2 separate regions of the Anser cygnoides genome follow, and region 2 is linked to region 1. Evidence: chromatin contacts called from public Hi-C data. All regions are on one chromosome and are shown on one strand. The core of a region is the stretch at or near the end of the contact, and the rest is flanking DNA. Distances in the headings are between cores, read along the strand shown.

Evidence for each region. Hi-C and Micro-C count contacts between places; a contact is called where the count stands out from the background.
Region 2: a contact with region 1 is called in a Hi-C map of liver, with 2.0 times the contacts expected there. The contact joins two enhancer-like sites. A contact is called at or near these places in 2 of 7 Hi-C or Micro-C datasets (both in liver).

Annotation. Positions count from the first base shown.
Region 1 is chr3:9,729,987-9,733,144 of Taihu_goose_T2T_genome, reverse strand. The region is part of intron 2 of SPTBN1 (spectrin beta, non-erythrocytic 1); the gene reads left to right. Among named protein-coding and RNA genes, the nearest start is that of SPTBN1, 65 kb to the left of the region's middle. Within about 2 kb of position 1,699, at least 1 of the 3 cell types and tissues checked has open chromatin away from gene starts, as enhancers often do. A contact at or near this core is called in liver, where this site is marked.
Region 2 is chr3:9,933,549-9,936,706 of Taihu_goose_T2T_genome, reverse strand. It overlaps PSME4 (proteasome activator subunit 4), which reads right to left. Exons shown (of 48, transcript XM_066995422.1): 10 at 3,132-3,158; 11 at 1,973-2,238; 12 at 190-376. Among named protein-coding and RNA genes, the nearest start is that of PSME4, 36 kb to the right of the region's middle. Within about 2 kb of position 1,421, at least 2 of the 3 cell types and tissues checked have open chromatin away from gene starts, as enhancers often do. A contact at or near this core is called in liver, where this site is marked.

The sequences.
Region 1 (3,158 bases), core at 450-2,949:
GCTATTCAGTAGCAGGGTATGACAATGACGTTTTTCCTTATGTGAAAATGAATTATCTCTATTGAGTAAACAGGACTGGGAAAACTGTTAAGCCTATTATTGGGAATTAGTCTCTTAACTTTAAAAGCTGTGGCAAAAGACAGAAAATCAAGTAAATAAGGTTTTGTGCTCTTCCCACAAGAAAGCCGGAGTGGAATTTGATGTGGAAATGAGCACCAGGGCTGGCAGGTACCAACCCATTGCCTACCTGAGGAGACAGGTCAGCCACTAGCTGGGCTGCTGGGGCTGCTGCTGGCTGCTGGCCCTTTCGGAGGGTCACTGGCAGAGAGCATGGTCTGTGGTCCCAGCAGGCCTGCACTCCCTGCCTGGCTCTGGGCAGGAGGGTTTTGCTCCTGGTGTGCCTTCCAGCGCGTTTCAGTCATGCAGGGACCAGACTGGAGCTGGCATTCGCACCTGAGGCAGTCCTGGCCCTGCTGTCCTCCACGACAGCCTGAAGGCAATTAAGGAGGGCATGTAAGGACAGTCTAAAATCGCCGGCTGCTCTTAAAAATGCACACAGCAGAATCCTTCCATCCCTTTCAGAGGAAGGAACACAAGCAGGACGGTGACCACTCATGCTTGTGACTTTGATGTGGAGCCTGAGGTCACGGTGGCCGGGAGAGCCCACGTTAACACAAAGGCCTTGTACACTTGCTGCTGGAACGAGGGTATCCCGGGCTGAGAGCCGCCTTTGTTGGAAGAGAACTACTGTAGCCAAACTAATATTAACCGCTCTCCCTAGCTGGGCTGAATGCCCCACTGTTTCCCTTAGAAAGAAGCTTAAAGAAAAAGGCCCTTCAGTTTTCAAGGGGAGCGGCGCAGTCAGACTGGCACGCATGCAGAAATTGTGGCAGAGTCCAGAGGCCGTGTTCATGGCTTCTCAGAGGCCTTGTGAAAGGTCTGGCATTAGCGAGCGGCCTTTTCCCCAAGATGACTGGAAATGTAGATAATGCCGTGTTCAGTCAAGTCGGGTTTGTTCATAAAAAACAAGAGCTGGAACTCCTGGCAGCACAGGCCCAGCTATGCTGGCAGGACAAGCTTGCACTTGACAGGGTCAGTGTTGTGTGTGACCTGTGCTTTGGTAGAATATCCAGTTCTGCACGGCTTTCAGTAAAACTCTGCTGAGCTCGGGGGGAAGGTCACAAATATGATTTCTCATTTACAAATTTTGTGTATTCTCTGCCTTAGCAAGCAGAAGTATCATCCCAGATGGCATTGTGCAGGAATCGGTTTGTAGTTCCTTGCAGAGACTGCAAGCGTCTCTGCCTTGGGTGTTGTCACAGTGGCAAGGCGAATGTTCACAAGGCTCGGTGTGGGCTTGGGCAGCTGGGTTTTGTTTGTTTCGGATTTTCTTGTCTGTCTGGTTTAGTTTTATCAGAACTGAGTTTTCGGGTAGAATAGCTAGAGAAACATGCAAAAGAGTGAATAAGGTGTGGTGCCAAGGTACAGAGATTATCTGTGTTACCACAGGACTCTAATCGTAAGCCAGGGGTGGCCGTACGTCTGTGAAGATTGAACGAAACAGAGCCTTGTTGCAAAGAGACTGAGTCTTTCTGAACAAAATAAATGCTGTCTGCCCAGATTTTTCTTGATAAAAACTCTCTGGTGTAGGAAAGATACCTACATTTAACTCAAGGGCTTGGCAAACTCTCCAGGAAGCCAGTCAATCTGCAGAGCCCCCTTCTCTGATGATCTAAGCCAAGGGAGACCCATCAAGGGTAGTGAACCCACACAATGGCTCAGTCCTCTCTCAGGAGATCTTCTCTCTCAGATTCAGGCCTGCTTCCTTGTTCTTCTCAAATAACTGCTCCTCTTGGGGTTCAGCTTCTCCACGCTGGCCCCATACGCTGGTTTCAGTCCTTCCTTTCCCCTTACCAAAAAAAAAAAAAGCCAAGTGTTTGTTTTGCCCAGGCACTGCTTCCAGTTTTTTGAATATGATTTGGTTCCAGGAAAAACAGGAGAGTGTTAACATGGCTGTCTCATCTGCAGTCAACTGACTACAGTTTGCTTTGGGTAATTATTAATTCTGCATCTCGTGTAATATCTTTCCTTGGTTATCTCCAGGGAAACTAGACTTACTCTGGTAGTGCAACTGCCTTTTTTTCAGGGTGTGTTCCTCTTTTCAGCTTTTCCAGGTTGTCTGGCAATATAATGAAAAAGATTGCTCTGAAATTGCGGATGTGACTGTAATTTGATTGCATGAGTCATAGTCGTTACGGAATGACGATTCAGTACAGCTCTGAATAAATAGGGAGGTGTCTGGAAACGTCAGACATCAGTTTGGTTCTGAACTTGTGACCTCTACAATATTCTTGAGCACTGGGGAATTAGATAATTTGGGCTAACCCTACCTTTAAGTGCTCAGTGTTGCAAGTAGCTTAAATAAAGGAAATTCCTTGGGGCAGCGGTGTCAGCACCCCAAGTGGGGCTGTGGGTAGCATTTCTCCTCTCGCACTGCACTGAGGGGCTGGGGCCGCAGAGGAGACCTTGCGGTATGTGGTGGGTCTTTGGTTAAGTGACCAAAGTCTGGTTGATTGAGGCTCTGATTTGGAGCCCAGAGGAGGAAAGAGTGTCAGGAACTGTTTTACCCGTGATGGTGGGGATCACATTTGCTTTCTCAGAGGTGATTTGCACCCCTTCCTTTGTTGTCTCTGCAGGCTTCACTTGTCCTGTAGGGCGTGAGTTGCATTTCGTGCTCCTGGCCACACCTAATGACCAGAGAGGTTTCACATCCAGCACAAGGGAGTTGTTTTAGACAAGTGACAGTGCCTGTAGACAATTCCTCGATTGTGCCCTAGGTGACATCCTGGCCACTGCCCCTTCTGCAGGTGCCCAGGTAGCCTCCAGGAGCAGCTGCTGTGCGGGTTGTGCCTGGACGTGGTTTTTGTGGCTGTCCCCTCAGTCCTTATGGAGGCCGTTCACCATGGGAAACGTGGAAGCTGTGGCACGTGTTTTTCCACAAATCCATTGCTACTCACACACTACTGAATCTTCTCTCTCTCTGCCTCCTCCCCCCCAAAAAAATTAATAAGTAAATAGTGATAACTAATAGGAGATAGCATAAAATCCCCATGATAAAAATCTGTTTTACTAGAACAGTTGCTCCTAATGGGCAGTTG
Region 2 (3,158 bases), core at 172-2,671, 200 kb before region 1:
AACCTACCGATAAATAACAAGTAATTCTATTTATTTTTAAAGGCAAGGAATATTTTCTACCAGTTCTGGAACATCTATTTTATCTTTAAAAAAAAAAACAACACGAGTTTTACTTGCTTTCATGAGAGCCTTCAGAGTGAACCAATTAGCTAACTATATTCTAAGAGGAGGTAAGACCTGTACACTCACCATGCATTTGCTGAAGTCATTTGGATCCACCCCAGGCAATGCTCTCATCAGCAGAGGTAGCATGTGTGTTGGCCCTTCACGAAACCACTTCCCCCCAGATACCAGACTACGAGCTACTCCAATTACACAGCTTAAAGTAGCGGTGAGCTGATGAGGTTCTGTCAATGTCTCAAGTGCAGGATATGTTCTACAAGGTTCAAGAACAATCGTATTAGGACCAATGCTGTTTATGAAGCTTTCAAAGAAAAATGAATCTTTATTTTCTACAGAAAGGGTACAAAATTTCTGCAAGAAAAAAAAAGCTTATCAATGGTTCAGAACTGTTTTTGGTAATCTTTTCTTCAATGAACTTAACATTGCTTTATTAGAAAGTGCTGCTTTCACAAATTCAGGATCAAGTAATTTGTTGGCAGTTGTGGCATGGAAATTAGTAATTCCATGGGCTCCTAGATTCAAAGCCGTGACTTTCTGCTTGTTTCAGCTTTTACGGACGAACTTATGGTGGATTAGCAACAAAAAGGCATTTCTTTTATCATTATATTATTAGCAGCACCTACATGAACTAATGCAAGCTATGTATCTGCAAGTGTAAAGTTCTTGTGGCAAGCATGAAAACTTCTCAACTGCCTTTGAACAGCGAAGAGATACATTGCTTAATGTTACTAAGTCCATTTTTTATTTTAAAACCTGTTAAGTTACTGGCATTTCTAAACCTCTGTTTTTCACACTAGGTACTTTTCAGCAAACTGTGTAACACTTCCTAGAGTTTCTACAGTCCAAACAAGAGTCAGTGCTACCCCTGCCCTACATCCAAGTACAAAGGACCTACATCTCTTCAACAAAATGAATTTGGAATTGTAGCCAAGGCAAACATACCAGTGATAGCTTTATCTACTGAGCAGAAGTTCAGTCTGCTCTCAAAACAGAAACAGTCGTCATACCTAATGCTGACGTCCACTGCTGTCCTTGTTAGAAATGTTATGCTTGAAATATTTTCATGCAAGAGCGGATTTATCAAGATGTTATAAACAGCTGAGTCAGTAAGGTATGGAACTCAGGAAGGGTTTTTCTCAAGACAAATTAATTTCTCCACTGGTTATACAACACAAGTTGTAAAGGACTGCTCAGGAAGCAGAACATGGACAGCGACTAGGAAGAAAGCTTTCTGGGGGCAGCACTGGGGGAAAGCACTGGGGGCAGGAAGGAGTTAGTTTTTTGGAATTTCAGGCACCAAGGAATTAGCAATAGTATAAACCAAGTATTTTATATGGACACATACTGCAGCGATTTGCTTATGAAGTCAAAAGCAACAACATTAATTTTAAACAATCTGTAACATGCATACTCTGACACAGAACAGAAGTACAAAGCACACTCACTACACAAACATGCAATACCACCATTTGTATTTGGCCCAAACAGAAAGCGGATGAGAAGGCACAACATGGCTCATGAATAAACAGTACAAAGTCGCTTTTTAAACCAATCCACCCCTTATCAAAGTGACAAAATGATAACCAAAACACAAACAACCTGAGGGCTACCCTATATTGCACAAGTTATTGACAGCTCCCAGAACTATACCATTAGCCAGGTGTTTCAAAAATAAACAAAAACAGAAAAAATAGTCTTCCCACACTCCCTCTCAGGTGATTGCCCAGTAGTACGTATTAGCCTTACTTTAGCAATTCCTCTCACTGCAAGCATTCATTTGCAGCAAGAAAATTGCTTGTCATCTGAGTGCTTTGAGTATTTGTTGTTAGGAAGGGAGGGGGGAACTTACTTCTCAAGTACAGGTGGAATTACTAACTCAGGACGCATCAGTGCAAGGTTCTGCAGAGCTTGAGCAGCCTCCAGACTTCCAGTTTTACTAAACATAGCTAGAAGAACAGGTTGAATAATGCATTCTACAAAGTCTGTAACATCCTGATCAGTAAGTTTATGACTATCAGGCACAGGAGTTAACCAGGTCGTTTTCTTGTAGCGCTCACGGTGCAGCCTTCTGACAACACCACTGGGTAACCTTTGAAGTAGTTTCATCAGTTTGTTCTGTTGAATATATGAGAAATGCTATTCAGTCATTTGGCAGTAGCAGAACCCGAGCTGCTAACTGTTCAACACACAATTAATAACAAATCAGTATTTTGAAGCTACCCAGCTACAATACATGAAAACTCAGAAGAGCTCTAAAATACAAGGTTCATAAAGTCATTAAACTTCAGTTCCCAAAGTATTAGAAATTACTCTGTGAACACTATGCCTTTTATTAAAAAAAAGTTATGAGAAATATGTTCAAAGTACACAGTCAAGAATCAAGATTATTTACCAGTAATTAGGGCATCTGAGAGCATTCTCTGGTCATTCACATGTAAGTGAATATCCTACTCTAGGACAAGACAGCTCCTTTGACACTGCTTAGACAAGTCCAGTCATTTTAATCTATATTTTCTACCAGCTATCACGGGAATATTCTTACATTCTCTAGCAGAAGACTACACCAGCAAAGGGCAGGCTTCATCAGACTAGATATGCAATAAAAATCCTTTTGGTTAATCAAAAACAGATTTTAGTAGCTTGGAAATCACAGAACAAGAATATGAAAGGGTATTCAGTTCTACCTACGTTACGCAAGTAACACTGATGCTGTATATCATGTTCACTTTTCTTAGTGATATGTGAATTAGACACCTAGTTTCGGATTTCTAAACCACTTAGAGATTAGATGTTTAAAAGAGATTCCCATTAGCTGTGGTCCTGATATCAGAATAGAAGTAAACTGCAACACAGTATGACGACTACTTGAAAATTTAAGCCTCAAACTATTATGCAACCAACATACAAGCTGGCTATTAGAAAACATAATGCCTCTGTCAACACATCTCATTTGACAATTTTGCTGATATTAAAGGCAAAGTTACTGTCTTGACATGCAAAAAACTCACCAGCCAGCGCCCATTATTTGAAGGATG